Linked DNA regions of Mus musculus: regions 1 and 2 are each linked to region 3. Evidence: chromatin contacts called from public ChIA-PET and HiChIP or PLAC-seq data. All regions are on one chromosome and are shown on one strand. The core of a region is the stretch at or near the end of the contact, and the rest is flanking DNA. Distances in the headings are between cores, read along the strand shown.

Region 1 (4,391 bases), core at 1,222-3,721, 150 kb after region 3:
ACTGCAACAAGGTCACACCTCCTAATGGTGCCACATCCTGGGCCAAGCATAAGAAACCATTGTAACCATCCATTCTACATTTCCTCCAGGGATACAATGCTGGTTTTGATTCACTACTTTTCCATGACAAACTCAACTCTGAACTCTTCCATTCAGCCTTTCCAACCAAATAGGCCTCACCACAGGAATCAGGGAACCAGTGTGAGAACTCTGTCAGCTTCTCAGTCTATCTATCCTAAGTATACATTCTGTCAGCTTCTCAGTCTATCTATCCTAAGTATACATTCTGTCAGCTTCTCAGTCTATCTATCCTAAGTATACATTCTGTCAGCTTCTCAGTCTATCTATCCTAAGAATACATTCTGTCAGCTTCTCAGTCTATCTATCCTAAGTATACATTCTGTCAGCGTCTCAGTCTATCTATCCTAAGTATACATTCTGTCAGCTTCTCAGTCTATCTATCCTAAGTATACATTCTGGAACTTGGGGAATAACCACAGGATGAGTTTGGGGACCCACTAATCCTACTGGGAGTTGAACTTTGGCCAAAATTCCATTAATCACCTGACCTCCAAAGGTCCCTATTTAACTGGGGGGGGCACAATACTTCTTGGAGGTCTCCTTGAATCAGTGTTAATTCAGAACCAGTACCAATAGACCCTGGAAAGTCTGATTGTTTCCTATCCCCTGGTGTGCAATTACCCTTGTAAAAGATTAGGTTCTTGTGAGGAAGGGCTGGAGAAAGGCTAACAGTTCAACTCACAGGTATTGTATTCAGATCCTTCCTCAGGGGACCCTGACTTCCCCTTCACTCAACAAGTGTTGGGTGTACAAACTGTCTCAAGTGTGGAAATTGGTTCATGGGCTGAGATTCTCTTTTGCCATGATCCAGTGGAAACTTTCATTTGTATGAGAATCTTTGTACTCAAACAAATATGCAGTAGCATTGTTATCTACATCAGCCAGGGACTGGGATACAGCTGTGACAGGCTTGACCATGCTGTTGTTTAGAGGAACATGGGAGACTTTGGAACTTTAGCAGTGGTTGGACACTTTTAGTGGGGCTTAGTGGGCCATCCTTGTAGGAGCATGACAGACAGTGCTGAGGGCGATTTTGATTGTGGGGGCTCAGCTCAAGAGGTTTCAGAGGGGGAAGAATATTAGTAAGCCTAGATGTTCTTGTGATATTTTGGCAAAGAATGTGGCTGTTTTTTGCCCTTGTCCAAAAAAAAGTCTGTCAGAGGCTAAATTAAAGAGTTTTACATGAATGTTGTTGGCAGAAGAGATTTCTAGTATTGACTGTGTTGTGTGGTTACTAGTAATCTCTCTTATGCAGAGCTATATTGAAAGGGAGCAAGCTGGATAAAAAGAAGTACAAAATATACATTTTGAGGGGGGGAAAAGAACACCAGGAAGTGTAATGGAGCTATGTTTGTGCTCAAGGAAACAAAAAGTTTAAAGGAAAGCCTGAAGCTAAATAGAATAAAGGGAGTGGTGACTTCAGGGAAAGACCCCACTCCTGGTACCAACTTCTACCTTAGTTACTGTACTATTGCTGTGCAGGGGCACCATGACCAAGGCGACGTTTATAAAGAAGACAAGAATAAAGGGAGTGGTGACTTCAGGGAAAGACCCCACTCCTGGTGCCAACTTCTGCCTTAGTTACTGTACAATTGCTGTGCAGGTGCACCATAACCAAAGCGGTGCTTATAATGAAAATGTTTAATTGGGACTTGCTTACAGTTTCAGAGGCTTAGTCCATTATCATTATGGCAGGTGTGGTGTTGGAGCAGTAGCTGAGAACTACACCCTGATCTATAGGCTGAGAAAGAGACACTGGGCTTGGTGTGGGCGTTTGAAACCTTAAAACCTACTCCTAGTGACACAGTTCCTCCAACAAAGCCACACCTCCTAATCCTTACAAATAATGCCACTCCCTGGTGACTAAGGATTTAAATTCATGAACCTCTGGGAACCATTCTTATTCAAACCACCACATAATCAAAGATCAGTACAGGGAGCAGGTTGCCCCTGTTTGGGTTATAATGAGGTTGGAAGTATCAGAACACAGTCTGTTTTGATATAGAAAAATATAGAAGCCAGGCAGTGGTGGTGAACACTAATCCCAGCACGTGAGACACAGAGGCAGGCAGATCTATGAGTTTGAGAGCAGCCTGGTCCTCAGAGAGTTCCAGGACAGCCAGTGATATACAGAGAGACCCTGTCTTGAAAAACAAAACAAGCAAACACACACAGACACACACACACACAGACAACACATGCACACAGACGCAGACACACACATATGCACACGGTGAGCATATTCCTGCTTAGAGCCCAGATCTAGGTCTCCACCCATTTCCTTAACTGAAAAGATTCCTCTTCTTGAGAAGAAATAAGCACCCAGTCTAAAGCTGAGAGAATAATAAGGAAGTGAGTTTGGTTAGAGACAGTCACGGAGTGGACATGCTGGAAACCGAAGCACTTAAGGAAGTAGCCTGAGTTGGAGACGTTGGTGTGGTACCCGAGTTCGTTGTGGGCCCTGGGTTCTGCCTCTCTTCACCAGTGCCAATTTAGTGGCTCAGAAGACAGATGCTCTTCGGGGTGTCAGCTGCTCACGGGACCCACATGGCAAAGCGGGATCTGTGCCGAGTGCTCTGCGTGGTTCCCGGTCTCCGCTCTGGGTACTCAGGCACCGCTAGTGTACTCCCTGGAGAGACAGAGAGAAACAGGAGGACCTGGTCTCCCTTTAGGGCATGAGAACACCAGCTACAAGACTGACCTGAAGGGGAGAACTGGGCCTGAGACTAGCAGGATCCGGTCCAGTTGGGAGAGAGTGTGGAGTGCCTGAGGGGTGAACCAGGGATTACATAATTTCGAGGGAAGGGCATGAGGTCCAGATAGGGAAGGTCGTTGGCCTCATTAGCACGGAGAAGAGCTCCCCTATCCTCTCAGTTGTTGGTCAGAGTTCCTGTTCCAGAGCAGGCGTTAGTGGCTGGGAGGGACAGCTCCACTTCTGCCGCCTCAGATCTCTGCGACTCCCGGGGTTTGATCACTCCCCACTTTACCAGTTCTTATGCCTGTCTGGTAGAGCCGTCTCACATGCTCTGCACACTGGCGAGAGCTCTATGGACTATAGATGGGCTTTGGTAAAATTTTAGCTTCCTGATTAAGGTTGACTGTGGTTATTGAAGATCAGTTGACTTTCAACATTCTTTCTCTCCTTTCCTCTCCTTCCTCTCTTCCTCTCCCCCTCTCTTCTCCCACTTCTCTCCCCCTCCCCCTCCCCCTCCCCCTCCCCCTCCCACTTCTCTCCCCTCCCCCTCCCCCCTCCCCCTCCCCCTCCCCCTCCCCCTCTCCCTCCCTCTGAGACAGGGTTTCTCTGTGTTGCTCTGGCTGTCCTGGAGTTTGCTCTGTAGACCTGACTGGCCTTGAACACAGAGATCCTCCTGCCTCTGCCTCCCACGTGCGTGCTGGGATTAAAAGTATATACCAGGGCTGCAGAGATGGCTCAGAGGTTAAGAGAACTGCCTGCTCTTCCAGAGGTCCCCAGTTCAATTCCCAGCCTTTACACAGTGGCTCACAACCGTCTGTAATGGGATCTGGTGCCCTCTTCTGGCCTGCAGGCAGGAAAAAGCTGTTACATAATAAATGTAAGGAGAGAGAGAGAGAGAGAGAGAGAGAGAGAGAGAGAGAGAGAGAGAGAGAGAGAGAGAGAGAGAGAGAGAGAGAGAGAGAGAGAGAGAGAGAGAGAGAGAGAGAGAGAGAGAGAGAGTCACCTCCAGTAGGATCTGTATGACAAGTTCCACAGACTGAGATGATCAACCTCAAAAGGGGGAGGCCTCCTGGAACCGGTTGTGGAACTCTTCACCAGAGAAAAATATTGAGCCATAGTTCTCATGGCAATCTATCTATTTTGTTTTCTCTTATTCCTTTTCTTATTTACATGTTCCTGGTAGCCTAGGCCAAGATCTTAAGCGAGAATAATGTACCCATCCATAGAGATGGGGTCACTAACATGACCTCATCCCCAGGGAAACTAACGCTTTATTTTTTAAATCATTTACAAAACTATTATAATAGATAAAATTTTTCCCAACAATAAAATTTCATATTGCTACATGTGTATCATCAGAGGTGGATTTTGGTATATGGTAAAGAAAGCCTTAATTAGAAAGAGTTAAAATAGTTTAAATTTATACATTGAAGATTATTAAAAAATCAGGCACTAGATGTTAAATAATAATTGACCATGGGGCTGGAAAGTTAGTTCAGCAGTTAAGAGCACTGACCATTAAAGATTTCTTTGCCTGCTCTTGGAAATATGCCACTGACCTTGGCCGACAGCCCCCACTGAATACATCCTTTTAGAATTGTTATATTTTGATGAT
Region 2 (4,465 bases), core at 948-3,447, 250 kb after region 3:
TCCCACAGTCCCCACCATCCAAATGCCACTTGGAAAGACCGGCTGTCTCTGGGGACTGGAGCCAGCAGAGACATTCCTCCCTGAAGGGTCTCTGCAGGTGGGGCTGGACCTATCCATCCCTACCCCTACCTGCTTAGTCCACCTCTGGGTCATTCATGAGCACAGCCCAGCTCACCACAGATGCAGGGGCTCCAAACAATCTGCATAAAAAGGCAGGGGCCTGGGTCCCAGAGACAGTGTGTTGCCAGGCAACAAAGAGGGAGGACACTGAGGAGAGAGCCACAGGGCTTCCTCAGGAGGAAAAGGGTACTGCTGTCAATGACAGGAGAGTCTCACAGAAAGATTGACTTGAGACTGCAGGCAGAGATATCCTGAGAGGGTAGCAGCAGCCTGGTTTCTAGGGGGAGAAGAGAGCCAATGTCCTGGGCAGGGCAGGCTGCCCAGGAGGCCGTTGAAGCACCACCTCGAGAGGCGAGCCCAGGCCTGCCCGATATCCAGCCACCTAGGCAGGCTCCAAAGAAGGCTGCCTGCCCAGGCTGCAGTGAGCCTGTCTTGCCTACCCCAACAGCTTTCCTTCAGGGAGGTCACCCTAGGTGACTTACAAGGACCCTCTTGACTCAGGATCAAACACTTTGTCAGAGCTGTGGGTAGTAGGGCCAGAGATGCTGACATGGGCCTTGGGAGGGAGAGACAGTTCTAGAATGTAGCAGTGGGCACATTCTATACAGGGCCACTGCTGCTTTGGGGCAGTTAAAGGCTGCAGACCCCTACCATGGCAAACCCAGCCCAGCCCAGTATCCTTCAGTTCCCGAGGAAATGCTGCCTACCCTCCACCCCAACCCCCACCCCCCTCCCAGCTATGACTATGGCTATGGCGGGCCGCTGCCTGCTCAACTGAGCTCTGGTTACCAATGCCATCAGCGGAAATGTGCTGGTGGGATGCCAGCCAAAGCTGTAAAGCCACCCCACAGCACTTCCCAGGAAGTGAGGGCGAACGAACCAGCCTGGACCGTCCACAGCCCACCAGAACCCCAGGTCCTGGGTATGAAAGAGCCACATGGCTACCCCATGTCACCAGCCGAGGAAAGGGAAAAGAAGTGTGATCCCCCACACACACCCCGTGTCTCTACCCTTTGTTCCTCAACTGAACCCAGTTGCTCCCTCAAGCCTGTATTACCTCACTGCACTCTGGGAGAAGAATTCCCTAGCCTAGTGGGTAGGTGGAAAGGACCTCCACACAGCAGACACACCAGAGGCAAGGGAATTTGCAGGCTGGAGGCCACAACACTGGTGAGAGAAATGGAGTGGGAGAGCTGGGCAAACGCCAAGCCCTGGGCGGTCTGATCTAAGCTGAAACCCAGTCAGGGCTACATTGATCAGGTCAGGAAAATTGTGTATCAGACAGCATAGAGAATGGAAATGGGCAACGTGCCAGGGGCCTACTAGACAGGGCCATGCAGGGTAGAGGAGAAGGAAGACCATGGGGTAAGACGAAAGAGAAGAGGCAGCAAGTAGGTTCAACAAATGTTTTCTGTGTGCCTACTAGGTGCCCAACGGTGTCATGTGAGATAGCTATGTATGGCCCTGTTGTTCTGGGAGACAGACACCTGGGAGCTGCGAAAGACTGAGTTGAAGAGGTTTCTTCGTGACAGCAGACTTTCTGTTAAGGCTTGAAGGAGGAGCTAGAAAGAAGGCGCAAGGAGGGTATCTGCAATTGTGGGGTTCCCCAAGAGTTCTTCCTGCCCTGATCCAAGAGTTTTCCTGCCCTGATACCCAGAGTAATCAATGGGTCTAACTGCATAAAAGTATCGATGGGCGGTCAGAAATGGAGGGCCAGTCAAATCTTCCTCAGGAAAGAGCGATTCTCTTTGCATGTCCTTCCTTGGCCATTCCGGGTTGACCGACTGGCCGTCAGGACTGCAGGAGGGCGGAGCTCAAGCTCTGAGAATCCGCTCAGGGCGGAGTCGTGAGCTCGGGGGGCGGGGCCGGGGCCGCAACGCGGGGGGCGGGGGGAGAGCGCGGAGACACGCGAGTGGGGCGGATCACCTGGCGGTAGTGCAGCGTGAAAGGCCGCAGGTAGGGCGAATGGGCACAGAGGCCCACGGCCACCCCGTCGATGCGCTCCATGGTGGCGCAGAGCAGATTCTTCCGCGGATCGAAGCCGGCGGGCGCGTCTACGCACTTCTGGGCATGCCCAGTTCACACGCGGGGCGGGCCGGGGGGCGGGGCGGAGGGCGGGCCACAGAGTCCAGGTAGCACCTGCGGGAGTGCTGCGCGCGAGGGAGGCGCTTTCAGACAAGTCCCCAAGCCAGCATAAAGGGGAAGCGAACTGAGTAGGGTGGAGAGGGCTTCGTAGTATATGAAGCCTCCAACGGGTGGAAATCAGAGGGGATCACCGGGGTAGGTCAGCTGAGCGGGAGTCTGTTTGGCCGGGGTTAGCAACAAACTCACCCCCTTCCCAAGTCTGGGGAGCCAGGGCCCCCACTGAAGCGTACAGAAGGGGAGAATAGAAGACAAATCTGAAGAGAAAAGGCTGGTGAAGGAAGGCCCCGGGAAGAGCACTAGCCACACAGAGGCTGACCTGACCCTGTTTGAGAGAAAGTGCGACTTCCTGTCTCTGTTCTTCACAAAGGCCATGTTGCTGCACACATTTCACAACAGCTGTTCAGGGCCCCAGATCTGCTCCATCACTATGTCAATCCAGATGCATCCAAAGTTCCAGGCCACTCTAGATTCAAGGAGAGAGGACTTCACTATATGGGACACATGGTTCACAGAGAGCCATTCTTAAAGACTACACACACACACACACACACACACACACATACACACACACACACACACACATCCCTCTCCTAAAGTACTGAACTTTCCAGGCTTTGGCCTGGCCACCTAGTGTCCTGGAGGTCAGAGTGACTATCAACCAAGAGCTCCTCTAGTCCCCGAAACCAAAGCCCTCAGGTGTCTTCCTTTATTTCAGAGGCCTCCTGGCAGACTTTCTCCCTAGAGTGTGTGTAGACAATAGGGACCAGTCACAGAGTTCTCACTGCTATAACCAGTAGTTCAGGCAAAGGAAGATGTTAAAGGGCCCAGTGTCACTGGCCGGGGGCTACCTGTGCTCACTGGGCCTGCCTGAGAGGAAAACAGAAAGCCCCCACAACTCTACAGATCATTGTAGGGGGAAAGTCACATTTGAATGTTAGTATAAACTGAGGTGAGTAGAGTTTCTGGGATCCCTGGGCCACAGGAAAGGGCTACCTGTGTGCAGGAGCAAGAAATATGTCTGTCCAAGGGGCTTTGGCCAGGGCCCAGAGTGGTACTGTTAGATAGCTGATCATTGTCCCCATGGGAGCAATGCAGGAGCCTGGATGGAGAGGGGTTTGTCAAAAGTGGGTGGGGTGAGGTGGGAAGGCACCATGCTGCCAATGCCCAAGACTTAGAGAAACCATCTCTGTGTTCGGCAAGCCGTTTCCTGGAGTTCCAAAGACCCCGTTGAACACATGTCCAGGACAGTGCAGACATCATGAGACACGAGGCCACAAGTCAGCGTTATTACATCTGCTGTCTTTCAGCAAGACAAACTTCTATAGAGTCAGTTCAGGATGCTGGGACTCCAACACAAGGTCCCTGGCTGGGATTTGGGTGTCTCCAGACTTGTCTCTCAGATCCTAGAAAGTCCCACTCTGGCATGTGGTCTATCCCCTACCTTCAAAACATTGTTGGCTCCCTGCTCTCTGACATTCTGCTGGTGGTCTCTGGACTCTGCCTCCATCCTTTCAGGACAATATGATCACATCTGGGGGCCCTCATAACTAGGGCCACCCTCACCTCAGGCTCCTTAAGCAGTCACACCTACATTTCTCTCTGCCTCTTTGGGCCCCATGTGAACACAAAGCAGGCACACAGTAGGGCAGGTCCTATACCCAGAGAGCTGTTGGGCACAGATGGTCTGACCTCTGCTGGCTCAGGGATAGAAAATGCTTTTGGGCGGTGCCCAGGGTCTGGGTGTGTCTAGATGGGTGCTGGGTTCTGCCAAGGTTCTGTGTTTTTCTAGTGGGGTGACAGGAAGTAGGTCCGGGGACTTAAGGATACTGTACAACATGAGGATCCCAAGGCACAGGGTGGCTGGAAGGACTGAGTCAAGACTAGGAGACCAGGGAACTATGGAACACAAAGGCCTCTTATTTTTTGTAAACTGAGGCCTTGCCCCTGTTCTCCTGTGTCAGCTGTGGCAGAGCAGACTCATCTGTAAGAAGCCGCTACCCTCAGCTCTGTCCATACCACCCCATTCCAAACAACAATCAGACAAGCACAATCGCTTGAGTGTGCATGTACAGTGGTGACCGGCTTGGATCGGCTTCCTCCAGCACCAGGAGGTTGCTTTGCTGTCTGTCTCCAAGGGCTACTTCCACCAACCTGTAGGCCACTGAAGCCTTTATGGGACCTCACTTCTGTCTGCCTCCCT
Region 3 (4,701 bases), core at 106-2,605:
TCTTACAACCAACTTTCTTACTGAGTTTTTAAAGAACTTCTTAGTCCTTTGGGTTTTTAAAGGGCTTCCTAGGTACTCTAATCCTTTGGTGTGAGATGGTAGGTGGTCAAGGTACAGCCCTAGCTATGACCATTGGGATGAGCAATGTCACGTGTTAGAATGCACACATCATCTAACAACCCTTGTGTGCAAATCTCTGTGGCAGTGTTGGGTCCTCTCCTGGTTCTGCACCCTCCTGTGGCCAGGCTGGACATGATGAGTGGATGAGTGGCTGTAACAGATTCCCTGCCCCACGCTCACCACAAGCAGGGCTGGCTGTACTCATTCCGTTTTGCTTTGGGTTCTCTTGGCTGCTTCCAACCCATTCTCCAGGTGGCCTCAGGTATCCGTGTCTGGAACATGGAGTAAAGCTACTCTGGGCTCTGCTCCACTTCAAGATGGCTTCTCCCAAGCTCCAGCAGACCCACTCCAGAACCAGCACCCTGTCACCCAGTGAAGCAGAACCTCCCTCACTCCCTGTACTCTTCTCAGGCTCCTTGGTTTCTTCCCACCAACCAGCAGCTACTCCTGGTACTTCACTCTATTCAGTCTCCTCTCTCATAGGCATCCCTGGGCCTCAGACCTGGCTCTCTGGGGGCCTGCTCTGACTCTTCTTAGGGACACCCATTCTTCCCTTGCGACAAGTTCTACCCTTCCTCTAGGGGTACTCCGAAATGGACCTCTCAAAGATCCAAGGGGGGCAGGGAGCCTTCACCTTTGCACTGTCTTATTCTCTCGAAGGAACTGTCCTCTCGACTGTCTTAAGGCTTGGAAGCTGCAGGCCTGAGTCCTTATGGCTTGGGATATTGAGAAGCTGGGGGTTTGGGGGACCTTAAGGACTGAGAGTCTGGGAAGCTGGAGGCCAGATACTCTGAAGACTTAAGATTCTAGGCAGCCAGCGATCTTAGAGTTTTAGGGTCTGAGAAACTGGGGTCTAGAAAAGTAGTTAGGACTTGGGGATCTAGGGAGCTTGGGACCAGAGGAGCTTTAGGAGTCTGGGGCCCGGGAGCCAGGGGAGGCAGGGCCCTTATAGGGGAACAATCACCCGCGAAGCGCAGCCCTATGCCTCTGCCCTTCGGCACTCAGACGTGGGTCCTTGTCTCTCCTGGATGGATCAAGGGAGCAGCCTCGGCTGACACCAGAGCCAGTTGTGACCAAAGGACGCTCGTTCGCACCGACCGGCAACTTCCGCCGGACAGAGCCGGCGCAGCACTCGCCAGGACACCGTGGCGACAGCGGTAGAGTTCCACCTCACGACCCTGAACACTCCCGGCCTTCTGCACACTCGCTGCGCACGCGCAGCCCCTTCGCGCAGGCGCACTCCTCACGCCCCGCGTTCTGGCGTCACGCGGCCTCCGGGCAGTGTGGCCGCCAGGAACGCCGGGTGGAAGCGCGAGCCTTGGAGAAGCTGGTTCCTGCTCGACCCGTGCCTCCTTTAGTCACTCGTGCCTTGGAGCGTCCGCGAGGGCGGGGTCCTCGTGGGATGTGTTCAGCTTTGTGTCTGCAGAGCTGTTAGGAGGGCCTGACACCTCATTGTGCGTAGCTGTGGAAATGAGGGAGGGAGGAAGGCGATCCATAGAATTAATGGTTGCTTCCCTGTCGATGGGATGCTGAGACCACCATTGTGACAGCAGAACCTAAGACAGAGGAGCTGCTGTAGACTTACCAGGTCCTCACCATGATGTTGCAGACAGCTGACAGGAAGTTCAGAAGCATGTGGCTTCTCCACAGTAAAAAGATTGCTGTGGAAAAGAATTCTGACCCTATCCCCAGAGGCAAAATCACATGAGGTCTAGGAGAAAAGCTATGCGGCTTTTGAGCTCCGTGACAGCTAGTCGTGGACTGAGAGATCCTGAAAAGCATCACATCCCCAGATACCATGTCTGACAGTCAACACCTCCCTCACATCTCTGCAATCAGTTCCTTCAGCTCTATACCCACAGCTGCATCCAGAGTCCCTATGCCTCTTCTTTCTCCAGTTCTTTCCAAACAGTAAATTTAACCATGTCGCCCGCACATTTGCCTTCAGTCGGTTAACTATAGGATATGAATAAAGGTTCAGCGTGTAGGTGGGTGGGTGGATAGGTGTACTGACGAGCTGTGGGTGCATGGAGGCACACGTAGGTGTGTGAGTGAGTAGGTGTATAACGGGTTTCACATAGCGTTTTGAATCAGTGCATTGGTTTGAGGCTGGTGTATCTGATGGGACCTCAACAGTCCAGCTGCACCAGCATGGTGTGTAGCTATTTTCTCCAAACTGAAACACCCCACCACACACACACACACACACACACACACACACACACACACACACACACACACAGGGAGGAAGGAGACTCCTAAGCTAATGAAACATACAAGACTCATAAAATTGTAAGACTCAAAAGGCCTCCTCCTCCTGGTTATGTAAACTATGAGTAATTTCTGGGGAAAGAGGACTCTTGATGGAGTCGTGTGCAGGTTGGGCAGGAAGCTCCTGGGATGAAGGTGTTGGAGTGGTCACCCATGCTTTGCTGGGCTGTCTTGATTATTCAGCTGCCTTTAATTTACCCATGTTCCTATAAGTAACTCCTCTAAAATGAATTGGCTTACCAACCTGGATGTGGGTGGAATGGTTTCTGAGGTCTGTTGGTGTCCTGTCTGGAGTGAATAGATACGTTTTGTGGATTTGGTTAATTGCTTGTATTGTGTTAATTGGGTTCCCAAAATATTACATGAGGATCCCACATGTAAGACGCTTCCGTTCCCTGCCCCCAGTTGGTTCTAATTGGTAAACAAGGTTGCTGGTGGCCAATGACTGGGCAGGGAGACAAAGGCAGGACTTTAGTTTTCCCAAGCAAGGGAACCAAGGGCAGAAGGATTTAGTACCACCATGGTGGGGAAACAGAAAGATCAGGCTTGAAAGCTGCAAAAGAGAGCAGCGTACAATCATGTAAGAGCCGGGAAGAATGGCCCCAGTCCCCCTCCCCTTGGGTCTAAGGCAGCAAAGATGGAATATAGATTTTAGTAAGTAATAACTCAGGAGTATCAGAGGGGAGGCTTTAGCAATGTGGAAGTTTGGGAGTGGCCCAGAGATTGAGCAGATTAAGGCTTATTAAGTATAAGGCTGTGTTCATGCGTGCGTGTGTGTCTGTGTGTTTCTCATTCAAGAATCCACAACGTTGGAGCAGTAGTGAGGAACTCTGGCTGCCACTGCTGGGGGATTAATCAACAACAGCAGCAGATATGTGCTCACTCATCTGTATGACAAGTCACAACGCAGGGCTAGCTGGCATCTTCACTGTGCTATGGGTTTTCTCCTGTGACCGCCAGCAGGTTGCTACTGCTCTAAGCATCAGGCATCCCCTACATCCAGTGCCTAGAACCAACTAAACTAGTGGAGCAACAGTGTTGGTGGACATTGGTTAATGCCCTTGCCCACCACCTTTGGATGATGTGGTCTGTGAGAAGTTCCTCTCCTTTCCACTCACGCACGCAAGACTATATGAGTAGTCTGACAAGATCAGTTTGAGGAAGGAGGGCTCTGTTTGGCTCTCAGCTTGAGGGTCTGGAGACACCCACGATGGAGCAGAAATGTGTCGGTATGCACTGGTGTAGCTGTTGTGACAGGAGTCGGGGCAGCTGGTCACCTCAGTCAGAAATGGGTGAGTGCTGGCTGAACGCTCACGGTCTCACTTTATACAGTCTGATTCTTGCCCGTGGGATGGTGCCACCTTAGCGAAGACCCTCACAGGTTTTCCCAAAGGTTTGTCGCCTAAGGGATTCCAAATCCAGCCAAGCAGACAATGAAGATTCGCCATCACAGCCTCCCAGCTACCTGGCTTGTTTTTCTGCAAGAGGCTGGTACCAGGGCGTCAGTGAATAATGAGACAACTTTCCTGCTGCTGTACCTTATCCCGGTCAAACTAGGCAATGTATCTCTGCAATTGGTGGTGACATCTGGGGATGACGGGGCAGCTGACCTATCACCAGGGCCAGGGCTAGCAGGGCCCTGGACATTGCTTGTGGAAGCCTAGCCTGGTTCATGAGCTATCCCACAAATCCTGAGAAGTCACTTTCTGTTTACCTAGGGGGAATTCTGTCTTTTGTGACTCCTGTGAGTTAAGCTGTGTCTCCAGAAATTCTGCGGAAGTCTTAGCCCCAGCACCATACTTGCAACCTGGTTTTGAACTATGAACTATGATCTTCACACTGAGATGACCAAGTTATGAGTTGCTTTTTGGGGGGGGGGTTGTTTTGTTTTGTTTTGTTTGAGACAGGGTTTCTCTGTATAGCCCTGGCTGTCCTGGAACTCACTTTGTAGACCAGGCTGGCCTCAAACTCAGAAATCTGCCTGCTTCTGCCTCCCGAGTGCTGGGATTAAAGGCATGCGCCACCACGTATGAGCTACTTTTGCAGAGGGTCTGAGTTTGGTTCTAACACAATCTGTAACTCTACTCCAGGGGTTCCAACACCACTGATCTCTGAGGGTCCCACACTTTTGCAACATGCTCACGTAAAGACATGTATGGAATTAAAAATAAAATTTCAAAAAGGACATCTTGACACAGACAGATAAGCCCTGGCTTCCAGACAAACAGAAGCAGTGGGCTGGAGAGGGAACTAAGAGATGAGGTCTTTTACATGCATTGGCCCATGTGAGTGTGGAGGCCGAGAAGTCCC

The links. ChIA-PET counts read pairs in DNA pulled down with a chosen protein or histone mark. HiChIP or PLAC-seq counts read pairs in DNA pulled down with a chosen protein or histone mark.
Region 1: an H3K4me3 HiChIP or PLAC-seq map of bone marrow-derived macrophages shows a contact between it and region 3, with 3 times the contacts expected there. The contact joins two enhancer-like sites. A contact is called at or near these places in 2 of 39 promoter capture datasets (the SN4741 cell line and stem cell-derived epiblast-like cells), 1 of 484 Hi-C or Micro-C datasets (bone marrow-derived macrophages), 4 of 115 datasets of contacts at active chromatin or transcription factors (bone marrow-derived macrophages, effector CD8 T cells, embryonic stem cells and 1 more) and 2 of 9 other capture datasets (adipose tissue and liver).
Region 2: an RNA polymerase II ChIA-PET map of memory CD8 T cells shows a contact between it and region 3, with 149 read pairs. The contact joins the promoter of Nudt14 here to the enhancer-like site in region 3. A contact is called at or near these places in 7 of 39 promoter capture datasets (the C10 cell line, embryonic stem cells, fetal liver and 3 more), 5 of 115 datasets of contacts at active chromatin or transcription factors (the SCID.adh cell line, double positive thymocytes, effector CD8 T cells and 2 more) and 2 of 9 other capture datasets (adipose tissue and liver).

What each region holds. Positions count from the first base shown.
Region 1 is chr12:112,837,945-112,842,335 of GRCm38.p6, forward strand. No RefSeq gene overlaps it. Among named protein-coding and RNA genes, the nearest start is that of Cdca4, 11 kb to the left of the region's middle. Within about 2 kb of position 2,472, at least 54 of the 459 cell types and tissues checked have an H3K27ac peak or open chromatin away from gene starts, as enhancers often do. A contact at or near this core is called in adipose tissue and bone marrow-derived macrophages, where this site is marked.
Region 2 is chr12:112,939,945-112,944,409 of GRCm38.p6, forward strand. Nudt14 (nudix (nucleoside diphosphate linked moiety X)-type motif 14) reads right to left here and starts at 2,198. Exons shown (of 5, transcript NM_025399.4): 1 at 2,047-2,198. The coding sequence starts at 2,127.
Region 3 is chr12:112,692,271-112,696,971 of GRCm38.p6, forward strand. It overlaps Gm30298 (a long non-coding RNA gene), which reads left to right. Exons shown (of 7, transcript XR_003950268.1): 1 at 1-1,574; 2 at 3,190-3,683. Among named protein-coding and RNA genes, the nearest start is that of Gm30298, 5.0 kb to the left of the region's middle. Within about 2 kb of position 1,356, at least 409 of the 459 cell types and tissues checked have an H3K27ac peak or open chromatin away from gene starts, as enhancers often do. A contact at or near this core is called in the SCID.adh cell line, adipose tissue, bone marrow-derived macrophages and 8 more, where this site is marked.